Regions from separate parts of the Mus musculus genome. Here all the other regions are linked to region 2. A link is a contact called in public promoter capture Hi-C data. All regions are on one chromosome and are shown on one strand. Each heading gives the region's core, a stretch centred on a gene start, on an enhancer-like site or on the middle of the called end of the contact. The rest is flanking DNA. Distances are from core to core; before and after follow the strand shown. Region 1 holds the start of C130071C03Rik (RIKEN cDNA C130071C03 gene). Region 2 holds the start of Mblac2 (metallo-beta-lactamase domain containing 2). Region 3 has its middle 6.2 kb from the start of Gm51268.

Evidence for each region. Promoter capture Hi-C pulls out the DNA fragments that hold promoters and counts their contacts.
Region 1: a contact with region 2 is called in a promoter capture Hi-C map of hippocampal neurons, with 7 times the contacts expected there. The contact joins the promoter of C130071C03Rik here to the promoter of Mblac2 in region 2. A contact is called at or near these places in 2 of 39 promoter capture datasets (hippocampal neurons and pre-B cells) and 1 of 115 datasets of contacts at active chromatin or transcription factors (astrocytes).
Region 3: a contact with region 2 is called in a promoter capture Hi-C map of hippocampal neurons, with 2.4 times the contacts expected there. The contact joins the enhancer-like site here to the promoter of Mblac2 in region 2. A contact is called at or near these places in 2 of 39 promoter capture datasets (hippocampal neurons and pre-B cells) and 4 of 115 datasets of contacts at active chromatin or transcription factors (astrocytes, embryonic stem cells and large pre-B cells).

The regions. Positions count from the first base shown.
Region 1 is chr13:83,719,955-83,722,654 of GRCm38.p6, reverse strand. It overlaps C130071C03Rik (RIKEN cDNA C130071C03 gene), which reads right to left and starts at 1,274. Exons shown (of 4, transcript NR_152245.1): 1 at 1,000-1,274. Gm52046 (a long non-coding RNA gene) reads left to right here and starts at 1,000. Exons shown (of 2, transcript XR_003950632.1): 1 at 1,000-2,700.
Region 2 is chr13:81,710,159-81,712,858 of GRCm38.p6, reverse strand. Mblac2 (metallo-beta-lactamase domain containing 2) reads right to left here and starts at 1,442. Exons shown (of 2, transcript NM_028372.1): 1 at 877-1,442. The coding sequence starts at 1,330. Polr3g (polymerase (RNA) III (DNA directed) polypeptide G) reads left to right here and starts at 1,846. Exons shown (of 8, transcript NM_001081176.1): 1 at 1,846-2,001.
Region 3 is chr13:83,743,766-83,746,465 of GRCm38.p6, reverse strand. No RefSeq gene overlaps it. Among named protein-coding and RNA genes, the nearest start is that of Gm51268, 6.2 kb to the right of the region's middle. Within about 2 kb of position 1,410, at least 154 of the 459 cell types and tissues checked have an H3K27ac peak or open chromatin away from gene starts, as enhancers often do. A contact at or near this core is called in astrocytes and hippocampal neurons, where this site is marked.

The DNA of each region.
Region 1 (2,700 bases), core at 25-2,524, 2.0 Mb before region 2:
GGCTGAATTTTCTCCTCCTCCCTTCTTGATTCTGGCAAACAAAACCATTCTACCACTTGAGCCATCTGCCGCAGGTGTAATGGATGGCAGGGGGCCCCCCCCGACCTAACTACACCCCAGTCTCTTCCAGGTCCTCACCTCTTGGCACCAAACAAATGAGTCCTGTTCTGCCGCTAGGGTGCCAAGGTGAATGGTGGGTGCTGGCTCCAGCCTTTGGCAACACTCAGTGCTTAGAAACTAGAACCAGCTGACAACACACGCAACAGACAGGCACCCCCCCACCCCAATCTGCACACAAATGGAAGATGCATACATAACACTTAAAAGCCTTTTTGATTCCCTCTTAATTCTTGGTAACTTCGAGCTGTCTTACTCATTACATATAGACGTCCCCCCCCCCCCCGAGTGTGTTTGCGTGTAGGGGGCACGCACGAATGTGCGTGTATATTTAAATAACGCTTATTGGTAGGTCAGCAGCAGCTGATCAGTCATGGTGATCCAATAATCTTTTTGACTACATACGAATTTTCGTTAAAGTCATTCTTTATAAAAGGAAAATAACAATATCCTGTACAATCTAGGGATCCTAGGTTAGAATCGAGGGGATAGTAGAACCAAAGAGCGCCCACCTTGCCAAACTTTCCCTTTTAAAGGTCTGAGAGAAGAATACTTTCTCACTTCCTGATACCAAAGCGTCACTTGAACGAGGGTATGTAAGGAGCGGAGGTGCAGGTCCGCATAGGGAGAGGGCTCTAGAAGTCACAGCCGTCTCGGATGACCTTAGCAGGTTGGGAAGCAGCCCTAGGCGGGAGCCTGAGCCACAAGCTAGCTACAAGGCGCACTGGCACCCATTTATTCTGGAACCCTTACGCTGTAGCCCTTCCCCGACCTTCACTCCATCCCAGTTTTAACCGCTGTTTGATTACCACCAGACTCTCAGATTTGGGCGGGGTCTGGACCCTTCCAAGTGAGAGCTCTTCGGGCCCCCAGAGTACTCACCTTTGGCGAGACCTTGGCAAATCACAGCCCAGAAGCATCAAGTTTCCACTCCCAGATGTACCAGAGTCCCTCCTGTCTTCCATTCACAGCAAGGCCTCTCTCTCCTCTCTCTCTCTCTCTCTCTCTCTCTCTCTCTCTCTCTCTCCCTCTCTCTCTACTTTCGGAAGCAAAACAGCTTGGTTATTCAGAGGAGGAAAGAGACACGAAAGAGTGGGGGAGGGTGAAAGAGAGAGGAAAAGAAGGGAGAGGGGGAGAATGGAGGTTGAAGAGGAGAAGAACCAGAAGATAGTGCGGGCGTTGGTAGAAGAGGAGGAGGAAGAGGTGGAGGGATGGGAGGGGTAGGGTGGAGTAACAGAAGATGGGGTGGGATGTGACCGCCAGGAATAAATTGCTCCCCACCCAGCTGCAGTGCGACGCCCCCAGCGTCTCTGGGGAGCTGGTGCGTCAGCTCCGGACTGGCCTAGGCGGGGCGGTACAAAAGCTAGCACCGCAGGACCCCCTGCGAGGGCTTCCACCCAGTTCAGCCAGCCCACGAGGCCGCTTCCCCAGGCAGCCTCCTTGCTCGGGCGAGGTGACTCTCCACGGCCTTCAAACCCTCCGGAACTTTTACTTCAGCCGGGGAGCCTAGCCATCCTGTTTGGTTTCAGAAAAGTGCGGAAGCCCGCAGGGCATCCTCACCCTCACTGGCGGCTTAACGCCGTGGCCTGAGCGGCTGCGGTCGGTTGAGTCCTGTTCCACCTCCAGCCCCGCTTTCCCAATGCCCGGGTTAAGCGGAGCCCCGACTCTCCGCTTGCCTCTGGGCATCTCTGCCTCTTCTATGCCCTTTCCTCTTCTTTCTTTCTTTCTTTCTTTCTTTCTTTCTTTCTTTCTTTCTTTCTTTCTTTCTTTCTTTCTTTCTTTCTTTCTTCCTTCCTTCCTTCCTTCCTTCCTTCCTTCCTTCCTTTCTCTCTCTCTCTCTCTCTCTCTCTCTCTCTCTCTCTCCCCCCTCCCCCTCTCTATATGTGTGTGTATTGGTGTGTACGTTTGTGTTTGTGCTCACGCGTGAACGCATGTGTGTATATAAGCGCGCAGTGCACGTTCTGAGCAAGAAAGAAGGTAAAATCTGGCACAAAAGTAGTTTTGGTCTCCTGCATCTTGAAGACAGGAGCAAGTTAAACGTATTTGACATTACATTTCGAAGTTTAAAAAAAAAAAACGAGGCTGGAGCACGACGGATCATTTAAACTGAGGTTTTACACTGCAAGGATCATTTATTATTGTTAAGTAAGATGAAAATAAGCTGAAAATGAAAAGCAATCAGTAGGGCAGAAAACAAGATATTTTGCCAACCGTCCGAAGTTGGGAGCGGTTGGAAAGGTTTTCCTGAGTAGGAACATCCAGGGTGGATAAAGGTGGAAGCCACAGATTCACACAAAACCGCTTCAGTACGTGATGGGATTAGAAATGGGACCGTGCTTTCCGACACAGACAACCCTTTAGTTCTCTGTTAACCGCATTAAACCAGCCCCATACAATGATTTCATGGACGCCTTTAATGCACAGACACGGGGGAGTCACGGAGGGTGCACGCGGTCGGTTTGAAAAATTCATAAAGAGAAAAAGTTTTAAAACATCGATATCTAAACACTCGAGTGCGTTTTTTCTCAGACAATCATACCTAAACACAGTGAGCCCCCCCCCATCTTCATTTCCTTGCTGATC
Region 2 (2,700 bases), core at 193-2,692:
GATGGGAGGAGAGACTCTGTGAGGGAGGGAGCAGGAGCAGGAGTAGTTTTGGGGATGTAAATAAATAAATAAATCCTAAGACAAAAATATAAAATTGATAAATCAAATATTGCTGCTGTTGCTAATCAGTTCAGTTAGTGCAGTTCCAGCATGAGGGGAAAGGGACTGGGACCCTGTCTATTTTGCTCCAATCTATCAATTGCTTAGGACCAAGAGAATGAAGTCCTCATTAACACACACACTTTCTCCACCGGAAACAACTCCCTTATTGATCTTTCCTAGGCCTTGCTCTCATCCAGACCAGATATTTGTCATATTTCTATATTTTATGTTCACTGTCAAGCCTTTTTTTTTTTTTTTCTTGTGAGGCAATAAGCAAACAAATCCATCCGAAAGGTCAGGATGGATGAAACGGAACCAAAGCTTTCCAAGCCTACAGGTGGACCGGATAGGCACTATGCAGTGAAGTGAGGAGGCAGATGAAGTCAGCAGTTTTCAAAGCACAGAGCCTAACACTCTTCCCAAGGTGCCATTGCTTAAAAGCCTACTCGTTACAAAAGCTGAAAATGTTCAACCGGTACTTGGGAAAAGAATGGAAAATCTCCAGTCACAAGTCTCTGCAGTGTTACTACTGTAGCTGACTGACTGGGGATGGTGTGAGCTTTCAAAGAGACAGCCACACAGCAGCAGCGCGCATCTCCGGACAGAGAAGCCTGCCAGGGCCTAGTCTCTGCTTAAGCTGACTTCCACGCAGCAAAGGGTGAAACAGAGTATTCCCGCACTGTACCCCAACAGTGCCAAGGAGGTCTGTAACATGCTGTACACGCTCTCCAAGCCCCTCCCTCAGTGACAGCGCACGCCCGCGGGGCCCATTACCATCCTGCAGAATGAGGGTGGGTTGCACTGCCTGCACTCGGAACTGCCTGGCCCTCCAGCCAGGGCTGGGCGCCCGCACCACCTCGCTGTCAGAAAGCCAGGTCACGGTCTCAAAGTTGTCCCCGCGAGCCAGGGCCTCGGCCTCGGCGCGGTGCACAGCCACCTGGTCGAACTGATAGAGACCGCCGGAGTGATCGAAGTGCACGTGGGTGGCCACGGCCAGCAGTGGCCGGCGTCCTGCATCCTCTTTAGACCCGCAATCCTGCAAGAGGCCAGAGGAGTAGAGGTACTCCGGAAGGCTGCGCAGCCCCAGGCCAGTGTCTATCACCACGTCCTGCTCCGAGCCGCGCACCAGCCAAATGTTGGCCCGGTTGCCTGACTCGTAGAACCGTTCTTGAATCCAGAAGATGCCATCGCCCAGAGACTTGTGGGCATACCACTCGAGCGCCGACATGCTGCTGCGCAGGGGTGCGGCCGGGCTAGGTGGGTGTGCCTCCCACAGGCAGTCCAGGACTCGCTGCTGCTGCTGCTGCTGCTGTTGCTGCAGAGCCGGAGGAGCTACTCTCAGCTCCGGAGGAGGTGCGATCGAGGGGCGGGGATGCGGAAGGGAGCGTGGATAGGACGCTGCGACACTGCCCAGATCACCTGTTCCGCGCCCTCCCGTCCGAGCCGCAGAGCGCAGGCTGCACCCCAGTTGCCGCAGCTTCTGCAGCCGCAGCACCAAGGCAGTAACGCAGGCTGCTGAAGCGGGGAGGAGACACCGGGCAATGCTGCCCTGCTCGGGGTTCTACTGCAGGGGCCGGGAGAGATGCGTGGGAAGCGACACACAGGACCGCCCCCACACGGGCAGCGGGGGGCTGTGCACTCGCCGCCGGAGCCCAGAGTGAGGCCGAGCCTGTTGGAGGCTGACTACGGCGCCTGCCAAGGGCTAAAAAGCTCTCTTCCGGGGGTGTGGCCTCGCGGGAGTGGGCGGGGCTTCCAGTGCGCTCTGCTGCGCCGTAGCCGCGTGCGGTGTGGGGCGCGCTACTCCGGAGGTAGAATCTGCGGCTCCTTGCTGGAGGGGCTGCCGGCTTTCTTGCTTCCTCTGCTGCACCGTGTGCTCAAGCCTCGAGACTTGGCTAGCAGGTAACTGGAAGCTATCCCGTTCTGGGCAGGAGGTGAAGAGGGTAGAAGGGAGTTGATGGGGCACGTGGAGAACGTGGTGGCCGGGTATCCGGAGCCAACATTCATGAAAGCCCCTCTGGAGTGACTTTGGGAAGTATCCCTACCTCCCCAAAGCTGCTGCTGCGGTCTTCCAAACCGTTTAAAGTTTTCGTAGCCAGATCTCCCAGCTTTCCGGTGGGTTTGTTCTCAGTGAGAAAGAAGGGAGTTTATCCTCTTACAAGAGAAGACTATGCAAATCTGACGACTGTGTTTTTTCTTCATTCAAAGTTTGGCGGCAGTTTGCTGATAAGGGCATACTTACCGTCGCTTCTGTTTTCTTAATTGTTGGCACCCTTGATAGTGAGGAGAGGGGTTGGTGATAAAATTTTTCTTTAAAAAGAAAAACCTAAATGGCCGTCATAGTTCTGGGTGGTTCTTTGCTCTTTGAAGAGAGCAGAGAAAGTTAGAGCTTAAGGAAAGGCGGAGCACTTTGAGGGGACATGAAAAGTGGATAGGGACTGGGTGTGGCCTTGCAAGCCACCAGAAATCACCCCCACTGTCAGTATCAAGTCCCTGCGCTTGCACCCAACCACTAGCTATTGATACATCTATTTCGGATTAAGAAATCCCTTTGAGAATTTGACTAACCTTCAGAAATTATAAAGAGACCCACGGGAGAGC
Region 3 (2,700 bases), core at 161-2,660, 2.0 Mb before region 2:
AGGAAGTCATCATTTTGGGGGATCTGAAAGCCCCACCCCCACCCCACCCCATCCCACCCCGGGCATACAACAACTTTCACACCTGTGGACAACAAAATGAAAACTGCTCTACAAGTTGGCCAATACCCTTCGATGTGTGTCATTATTATCACATGAACAAGCACACCAGTGTGCTTAGGACTTCTCTTGGTGGTCTTGCTCATTTTCCAACAGTAAGACCCACCATAGCCTTCCAGGACTATTGACTGTCACCTAAAGCAACATTTAAAGATGCTCCTATTGTCTGCCCAGTTCACTCATCCAAGGCCTCCCTCTTTTTTAGGATCATCGAAGGGTCTAAGACCCGGACCTGAGCCAAGGGAGGTGGATTTAGGCCAGTTAGAGTTAAGATGGTATCATTAGCTGCGCACAGCGTGACTTCCCCTTAATCCTGTCTGCATCTTACAACAAGTTTAAATGTCCATGCATGATGTTATTAACTGGCTTTAGTAAGTGCTTAAGACCCCGATTTTTTTTTAAAGTAAACTCTGAGCAAGTTCTACTGTATCCACCCAACAGAGATAAATAATTGCAGCAAATCTGATGCTGTGAAGATGCCCCAAGTTCCTGTTGGTTCGTTGGTGCGACTCCTGGAGAGGTCCTAAGTGGGTGCTCCCTGAACCCAAGTCCAGGACCACCCTGTACCAATTTTTTCTGATGAGGGTTGAGGGATCCTTTTCTGTCAGCAGCAACCCACTAACTTAAAAAAAAAGTATGAGGAGATAGAGGGGACACAATCATGAAACCTGAACTATTGAGGGCAAGGGTAAGCAGAGGTAGAAAAGCTCAGTAGAGAACCCCTTTAACCCTAAAGAGCCGACCAGACAAGTAAGAGGCTCTGGGGCAGAAAACATCTGCCTGCCAGAAACCCTTGTCCAAAATAGACTAACCCCCAACACCACCCTATCCGCAAACACAACTCAAGGATTCCTAAGCAAATGAACACTGGAGAGGCACAAGCAAGGCCAGGACCCTGGTAACCTGCCAAGGGACAAGCAAATCACATTCAGCATCCCCTATAGATGCTCTCAGCCTGCCGGGCAGAGGAGGGGCGGCCTGGACTACACAGCCCGGTGGGGTCTTCAACCTTCCCGCGGCGGGGTGCGAGCACGTGAGCTCCGCGAACCAGGGAGACTTCCCACCCGGTCACCCGAACCTCAGCGCGCCCCTCGCCTCTCCCGCGCACCAGCCGGGAGCGCGCGCGCCGGCGCACTAGCTCCAGCAGCTAGGGCAGCCGGTCTCCCGGGAAACACCAATCAGACGCTAGCTTTCTGTCGCCCGCCGCGAGTAGCGGCAGCTCAGGGAGGACTCAGGCTGTTGGCCGGTGCTGACGGGCCTTGTGATGCCCAGCGGCGAACCTGCAGCCTCAGCCATTGCCACTGCCTGGCCCAGCCAGTTCTGCAGCCAGTCACAGCCTGCTGTCTGCTCCATACACCGCCCACACCAAGCACCTTGAGAGGCGAAGCCTGGCTATTTTTAGATCTCTGGACTGCGTTGTGCAGACTCTGAGCTAAAATCCAGTCAAACCATCAAGCCCGATATGGTTCAGAACTCCCTGTTTCTCTGAATAAAGTCGATTATCTGTACTTTTTAAACTCTACCCCCTGTGGTCTGGCAGTTGGCTGCAAAGCAGAAAGCCACATGCTTGTACCTCAAAAGATGGCCATCATCTTTCTAAGGTAGTCTACTAACTCTGGCCTGCAGCCCTGTTTGAGAACAATCAAATATTCCTTAGTAGCAATCACAACTATATGCTTTTAATTTCCATTCAGTATTTTAGGTTAATTTCACAGGAAAGTAGAGCAGAGAAGGTGAAATAAGTTCTCTAGGCAAATAGGAATGGATGATTCTGCTGCGGCTTGTTTAACTTGGAGGGGGCGGGGGGGGGGCGGTGAACAGAATAACAGGATAACAAAGCCATCCATTAATCCGGAGACACTGAAGAACGGCCTTACATGCTCCATTGTTGTAAGATCTATTTAACAGTCTCAAAGTACTGGTAAGACAATTGACCTAGTATTACAAATATCTTTTACTGAACAACTTTAATTCTAGTTTTTAATCACAAGGGACATTTATTCTTTGTCGTTCATTTCACAGCCACCACCCAGAATCCAACATAACATAGTGTGTTTTATTTTAGCAAATTTAGGAAAATGTGAGTCACTGGAGGATATAAAATGACCTCCAGGAATAGTTGCATATGCCTTTAATGCCAGCTCTCAAAAGGCAGGCAGATCTGTGAGTTCAAGGGTAGTCTGGTCTACAGAGGGAGTTACAGGGCAGCAAGAGCTATACAGAGAAACGCTATCGAAGAAGAAGACGGAGAAGGAGAAGGAGAAGGAGAAGGAGAAGGAGAAGGAGAAGGAGAAGGAGAAGGAGAAGGAGAAGGAGAAGAAGGAGGAGGAGGAGGAAGAAGAAGAAGAAAAAGAAGAAGACGAGGAGGAGGAAGGGGGAGGAGGGGGGAGGAGGGGAGGAGGAGGAGGAGGAGGAGGAGGAGGAGGAGGAGGAGGAGGAGGAGGAGGAGGAGGAGGAGGAGGAGGAGGAGGAAATAAGTATCAACGTTCTGAAGCCACAATGGTATTTCCACAGGTTACGCATAGGAAAACAGATGTGCACATCGTTTTTATTCACTATCTAGCCACTTTGTTCATTTTTATT